Regions from separate parts of the Zea mays genome. Here region 2 is linked to region 1. The links are chromatin contacts, called in public Hi-C maps. All regions are on one chromosome and are shown on one strand. Each heading gives the region's core, a stretch centred on a gene start, on an enhancer-like site or on the middle of the called end of the contact. The rest is flanking DNA. Distances are from core to core; before and after follow the strand shown. Region 1 holds the start of LOC103638962 (translocase of chloroplast 120, chloroplastic). Region 2 holds the start of LOC100272665 (Short-chain dehydrogenase TIC 32 chloroplastic).

Evidence for each region. A called contact is a pair of places that touch in the nucleus more often than the background predicts.
Region 2: a Hi-C map of leaf shows a contact between it and region 1, with 4 times the contacts expected there. The contact joins the promoter of LOC100272665 here to the promoter of LOC103638962 in region 1. A contact is called at or near these places in 2 of 25 Hi-C or Micro-C datasets (leaf and tassel).

Annotation. Positions count from the first base shown.
Region 1 is chr9:122,885,989-122,889,364 of Zm-B73-REFERENCE-NAM-5.0, forward strand. It overlaps LOC103638962 (translocase of chloroplast 120, chloroplastic), which reads left to right and starts at 1,615. Exons shown (of 2, transcript XM_008661744.4): 1 at 1,615-1,810; 2 at 1,966-3,376. The coding sequence starts at 1,998.
Region 2 is chr9:123,533,595-123,536,970 of Zm-B73-REFERENCE-NAM-5.0, forward strand. LOC100272665 (Short-chain dehydrogenase TIC 32 chloroplastic) reads left to right here and starts at 1,658. Exons shown (of 8, transcript NM_001359667.1): 1 at 1,658-1,777; 2 at 1,996-2,227. The coding sequence starts at 1,672.

The sequences.
Region 1 (3,376 bases), core at 365-2,864:
GAACAACAAGCATATTGAATCACACTCAACTAAAATAAAAGGTAGAGCCTATAGTGGTTCCAGCACCAGATGAATTGGATCTGAGGGTAAAAATTCTAGGAAGATTGAAGCATGTACCTTGATAAAACAGTGCTAACAGAGATGTGTCGTGCATACAAATTTTTTACTTCCGTCGCAACGCACAGACACATACCTAGTAAATATATAAATGTGGATCCTGAGAGGATGGTGGGTTGATTATAAAGAAATGGTTGGACTTTTTTTTTTAAATTAACGACAGTGAAACCGTAACAAGCAAAACAAGTGCTTTAATATATTAGAGAATAGAAGAGATAGCCATACTGTGTTAATTATCTGTGTTATACGTTAATTGTCTTTGTGTTAAACCGTAACCAGCAAAATGAGTGCTTTAATATATTAGACAATAGAAGAGATAGCCGCACTGTATTTAGGGGGTGTTTGGTTAGAGGGACTAAAGATTAGTCTCTAGTTTTTAGTCCCATTTAGTCTCTTTTTTGCCAAACACTAGGACTAAAATATGGACTAAAATGATTTAGTCTTTAGTCCTTCACATATGTGCTAAAAGGGACTAAATCTTAATTCCACATTTACCCCTAATTTAGTTCAATTGTACTAATAGCAGGAGAATGTTAAAGGTCATTTAAGTCTTCTTATGAGTTATTTAGTACATTCTTACTATTTTTAGCCCCTAAAACCAAACATGTTAGGGACTAAACTTTAGTCCCCTAACTAAACTTTAGTCACTAGACTAAAGAAACCAAACATGACCTTATTCTTTTGCGAGTTTTTAAATTTGTTAATTGTCTGTGTTATACGTTAATTGTCTTTGTGTTATAATATTTTTTTTGCCATTGTCTAACTATAGAAAAACATAAATTTTATTTGTCTTTGTGTCGATATATGCTGATATGAAAATTACAGATTATACCAATATAAATTACAACAAACTAAAATGTAATCTTATATAAAATACATGCAACAAAATTCAAGCACGTGAATTTTAACAACTTCAAATTTATGATATTATATCTCTACTCTTTTAAAGCACGAGTTTCGTACGTAGTGCGTCACGCGCGAATCGTGTAGATTTGTTTTTCTCTGTCACATCTCGCCTAATTAGATATGATAAACAAAATCCGAGCGCTTTCTTTCCCTCTTCGTTGTTGCTGTCGTATATTAACTCAACTTCTCATCTCTTTGTCATCTTCGCTCCTCTCACTCATTCCACACCACAATAGAGGATATCGACCTTCCTCCTCGGTAAGAGTTTCGAACCGCTATCGCGACTCTTCACCGTCGTGCACCTTTATAGACAGCGGGGCCAGCGAACAGCCGAGTGAGAGGAGGAGAAGACACTTCGAATCCTGAGTTTAGTTTTGTAAAGTTGTTGGCAAATAATTTATGAGATATTAAGGTCAATGATAATATATATTACTCGTTTTTACATAGTTATTGTGCATCTATATTTTATTGAATTACGGGCATCGTACTGTTTTATTTTAAAGTTGCCGCTAAAATGTTTTTTTTTTTTGCGATTCCAAATTTTGTTTGGTTGCAGAAAAGCATATCTCCAGGGTTTTAGCAGAGCCCAGTAAGTAAAAACGGCGGAGGCATACAAACCGGCTTGCGACTTCTCTCTCATTGGCGTCGTCGCTGGCTCGCTGCCTGACTCTCATCGTCAGTTCGTCACCACCCTCCTTTTTCCTTGTAGCGACGGCTCCTTTTTCCTGGTAGCGACCGAACTGCGCTAGCGATCCCGTTTTCCCACGCCGCCGTCGCCTCCAACCAGGTTGGTTTGGTAGCCGCCACCTCCCTCCGGATCCGTCCACCACAATCTTTTTGTATGTTCCAGACTTCACCACAATATATGTACGTTTTTTTTACCTTCCTGTTGCTGCCGTAGTGTCGTTTGATCCGTTCCGTTTTCTCTTGATGTCGGAGTAGGGTTTCGCTCCTTCCGCCGTCGGGTGTGATCCATGGAGAACGGCGGCGGCGTCAGGGAAGGGCGCCCGGAGCATCGGGCGGGCGAGAACGGCGGAGTCGCCGCGGAGGAGGAATCCGTCTTGAAGGCAGCCACTTTGGCGGGTGAGGGCAATTGTGTTGTGGCGGTGGAGGTCTGGGATGAGGGGGACGTGCCGCTGGGGCAGGATGGTGGCGGAGATGAGGCTGGGGAAGAAAACCGGGGCCCCGGAGAAGGTGCAGTGGAGTCTGCGGTGGTGACGGGCGATCACCAGCCATTGGTGACGCCGAACACCAGAGTGGCCGGACAGCGTGGGGCAGAGAAGTGGGACGAGGACGACACTCCCAGTTTCGTAGATGTGGAGGAAAGTTTTGCTGATGATGTGAATCAAGACCATGTGAATGAGAATGTCATGGGGCAATCTTTCAGGGAGTACATGGTCACATCTGTTTTGGCTGATCGTGAAAAGGAGAGGTTAGACAACGACCACAATTTTTTTTCAAATCCTGGTGACAAGGCTGAGGTCGCTGCACATTCTGGGAGCGAGTATGAAGATGTAAAAGGTGGTACTTTGGCGCATCAAAGCAAAAATCATCCAGGGAAGAGCACAGAAGAGATTGCTTCCTCTCATAGCAGGCCAGAGTTGGTCACAAATTCTGCAGCTGAGCCTGCTGTTGTAATTGAGGAGTTGGATGACTCAAGCTCCTCAGATGATGAGAATACTGCGACCTCTGCTCCCCCTGCACAATCCTCAAGTGGGAGTTCTACATCTGCACAACCCAGCAGTGCTGCTTCTGCTCGTTCTACTAATGGTCCCTCTCTGATATCTCGTCCTGCTGGCCTTGGATCATCCTCTTCCCTATCGCAGCCTCCTGCCCGTTCTGTTCAACAGGTCCGTGCCAGCAGGCCAGCCGCTGTGGATAAGGGAACCCAGGAGGCTACTGAGTCTGCCGAGGATGATAGAGATGAGAATGATGATATCCATGAAAAACTTCAAATGATCCGGGTTAAGTTTCTTCGCCTCGCTGGCAGGTTGGGGCAAACATCTCATAACATGGTCGTTTCACAGGTTCTGTACCGGCTTGGGCTGGCAGAACAACTTAGAAGAACTGCTAATGGGACGTTTAGCATTGACCGTGCGAGAGAGATGGCAGAACGTCTTGAAGCTGCTGGAAATGAGCCCCTTGATTTTTCATGCACCATTTTGGTTCTTGGTAAAACTGGGGTCGGTAAGAGTGCTACCATTAATTCAATTTTTGATGATATCAGGTTGGATACAAATGCCTTTGATTCTAGTACTATGAAGGTTCAAGTAGTTGGTACGGTTGAGGGAATCAAAGTAAAAGTCATCGATACTCCTGGACTTTCCTGTTCATCTTTTGAACAACACCACAA
Region 2 (3,376 bases), core at 408-2,907, 650 kb after region 1:
CTTCATGTGCGTTGATCTTTCCCAACAATTGAGCATGGTGGTGGATAGATCAATTGGATGAAGCACAGTGAAAATGTGCCCATACTTATCAATTTGGAGAATATTTAGGTTTTTTCTCACAACGTTCGATTGTGTTAATTGGGTGAGTCCCAACCCATTGATTTCTTCTAGAAGAACATTCAAATGAGAGTACATGCTATTAGCATTTTCATGAGGAAACATCTCAAACGACTTTAGTTTCTTCATGATTAGCTAACATAGTTTTCCATGCTCACTTTGTCCCCTCATGGAGTGCATATTTCCAACCATAGTGCATGGGTGTCTATAACACTTGAAATCCTATTTTGAGATTTATAAAAAGTTTCTCCAAAAGATTTAGGATAAAATGTCTTCTAATAATGATTTCCTTCCTTTATAAAGTACATCTCTCTAAATTAAAATAAACAATAATAAGTAAGAATTTGGTATTCAAAACTTAGATCCAAAACTTAAAACTAAAAGTTGGAGCAACAAATAAAAGAGTGAATTTCAATCTATTTATTATTCCCTTTATATAATTAAAGCACTCTTTAAAAAATGTTTGGAATAAAATAATGCAGGGCAGAGGTTATATATTAACTTCTACTAAAACTTAACAAGTAGTAAATATTAAATTGTGGAAGAACCTTTAATTTTACATTCAAAATAGTATTTCCTAATAATGTGTGTTCCATAAATTAAGCATTTCACTAAAATGAATTACTAAAATAATGTAAAACTATATGAATATTGTTGCATCATATGCTGCATATTTGTTTGTGCATTTAATTGAGTTTGAAAATTCTCTTTAATTTTACCTGCTTCCCCCTAATAACAAATAACACTAATTGCGCGTGTTGACTAAAATAATTGCCTCTGCTGACTCTTGGTCACGCTCGTCGTCAGGTACCGTCACTTGCTCTAGTATTTGGGCCATAAAATCTATAATATGATAGTGTTTATTTCATTTCACTTATTGCGTGAATTACACATGAAATCACTATAAGTATCTAAGTTTCAACATAATCAATACTTCACTTTATCATTTTCATGTAAGACTTGAGGTTATATTCTTATATAATGTTTATTAGTCTTGGTAACTTATTTGCATTTCGATGATTTTATAAAAAATAAATTAATAATACGCACATTGCCTAAAAATTCATGATTTTTTATAAAAACGTAACATATGTACACATATAATGCTAAGAAAATGTTTGAACTCAATGAGTTAATAAATGATTACAACCACGATATGTGTGGAATAATGTCTTATATTGTATCTAACAAAAAATTCGTTAACAACAATATCCGTGTCCGACTAGTTCCGTATTCGACACACAGCTATTTGTATTTGTATCCGAAAACATTCGTATTCGTATTCGTATCCGAAGTTATCCGTATTCAAATTTAAATCCAAATAAAAATATAAAAACAAATATGATTTCAGTGATATCCGTTATTATTTGATCTGATTATATCCCTGCTTCCCCTAATAACAAATGACACTGTTTGCGCGTGTTGACTAAAATAATTGTCTCTGCTGACTTCCGGTCACGCTCGCTGTCAGATACCATCGCTTGCTCTAGTATTTATGTTGGCCCATCCCCCACCTAATAACAAACTAGAGAGCCCTGACGAATCTTCTTCGTGATGTGGTGGTTCTACCGCAAAGGACCCTCCGGCTTCTCTGGCGCCTCCACGGCCGAGGAGGTCACCGCCGGCGTCGACGGCCACCTTCTGGTCGCCGTCATCACAGGTACATATACTTACCTCGCATCCCAGCTGGTCGCTCGTATGATCACAGCCGGACCATCCCACGGCGGTCGGGCTTTGTGATATATGAGCGACGCGCCACCGCGGGCCTGGCCGGCCGCGCCGGACTTGCAAGCTGGAACGACCTAGTTTTGGAGACTGTCATTTACGGCAAAACAATGCCATATATGAGCTGAGCCTGAGCGCTCGCGCGCTCTGCAGGTGCGACGAGCGGCATCGGGCTGGAGACGGCGCGCGTTCTGGCGCTGCGCGGTGTGCGCGTCGTCATGGCCGTCCGCAACGTCTCAGCCGGGCTCATGGCCAAGGATGCCATCGTGGCCAAGACCCCCGACGCAAGAATCGACGTTCTGGAGCTGGACCTCAGCTCCATAGCTTCCGTGAGGAGATTCGCCTCCGAGTTCGACTCTCTCAAACTGCCCCTCAACATTCTCATGTAAGAAGGGCGAACAAATCTTTCTAGTCTTAGGTTTTGTTTGGATTGTCGTTAGCTGATAGAATTTAGCTAGCTAATAGTATATGACTGATATTAATTCTAGCTAACTATTAGCTACGAATAGGACCGGTAAAAAAGCTCGGACTCGATGAGTGGGCTCGGAATGGCTTGGTGTTTAGAATGAGTCGAGATGAGTCTATTTTTCTAGCTCGAGAAAAGAGCGTTCCATTTCGGATTCTCGGCTCGGTGACTCGTGAGCTAGCTGGTGACTTGACCATACAATAATTTATTACATAAAGTTCTAATTAGCATATAGTGTTAGTACTAAATAGACGATTAGTTTATGTTTCTTAAGATTACTTAAAAAAATTAACTTGTTTTCTATATTATATTAGTGATATATTTAATTTACTTATTTAATATATGTTACTTAAATTATTTTTGAGATTTTATATTATATTTTGGAAAGCGAGTCCGCGCTTATGGTAAGGCTCATTAGCTCGACGAGCCGAGCTAACCCAACTTTTTAGGCTCAAACCTCTAGTAATGTAAAACCCATAATATATACTCTTTATGTGCTAGGCATTTCCAACTCATAAGCTACGCTTTCTGTAGCTATTAATTAGTGTGTCAACTAAGCAAAAACCTGATATATCACTACAGTTTTGAAAGAGATAAAAGAAAATAATTTCATATCAGTAAAGTATATCTAAAGGAAAACTAAGATATAAAGGTATATGTGATTAATTGGTAGACGATATAAGAGGGAAGATAGATAATTGGATGAACATTTCATTTCTAAAAATATATCCATTAATAAGAGCATAGTTTTTTTTTTACCGGTAACTTTTATATTAATCTATAACTACAAAACTCTAGCTAGATTGGAATTGTCCTCTGTCGAATCTATGACTTTATTGATGTTTCTGTTCATCAAAGCAAGCTGAATGACTTTATTGATGTTTCTTTTCATAAAAGCAAGCTGAATGATGTTTCTGTTCATCAAAGCAAGCTGAATGTCTTTATTAATTGATGTTTCTTTTCGTAGAAGTAAAAGCAAGTAGAGAAAATCTCCGAACCCTGGCCCCCTATCACTAACGGACCGGCGTCAACTGTCCACTCTGCAACGGCCCAACCGAAAGGTGGCGC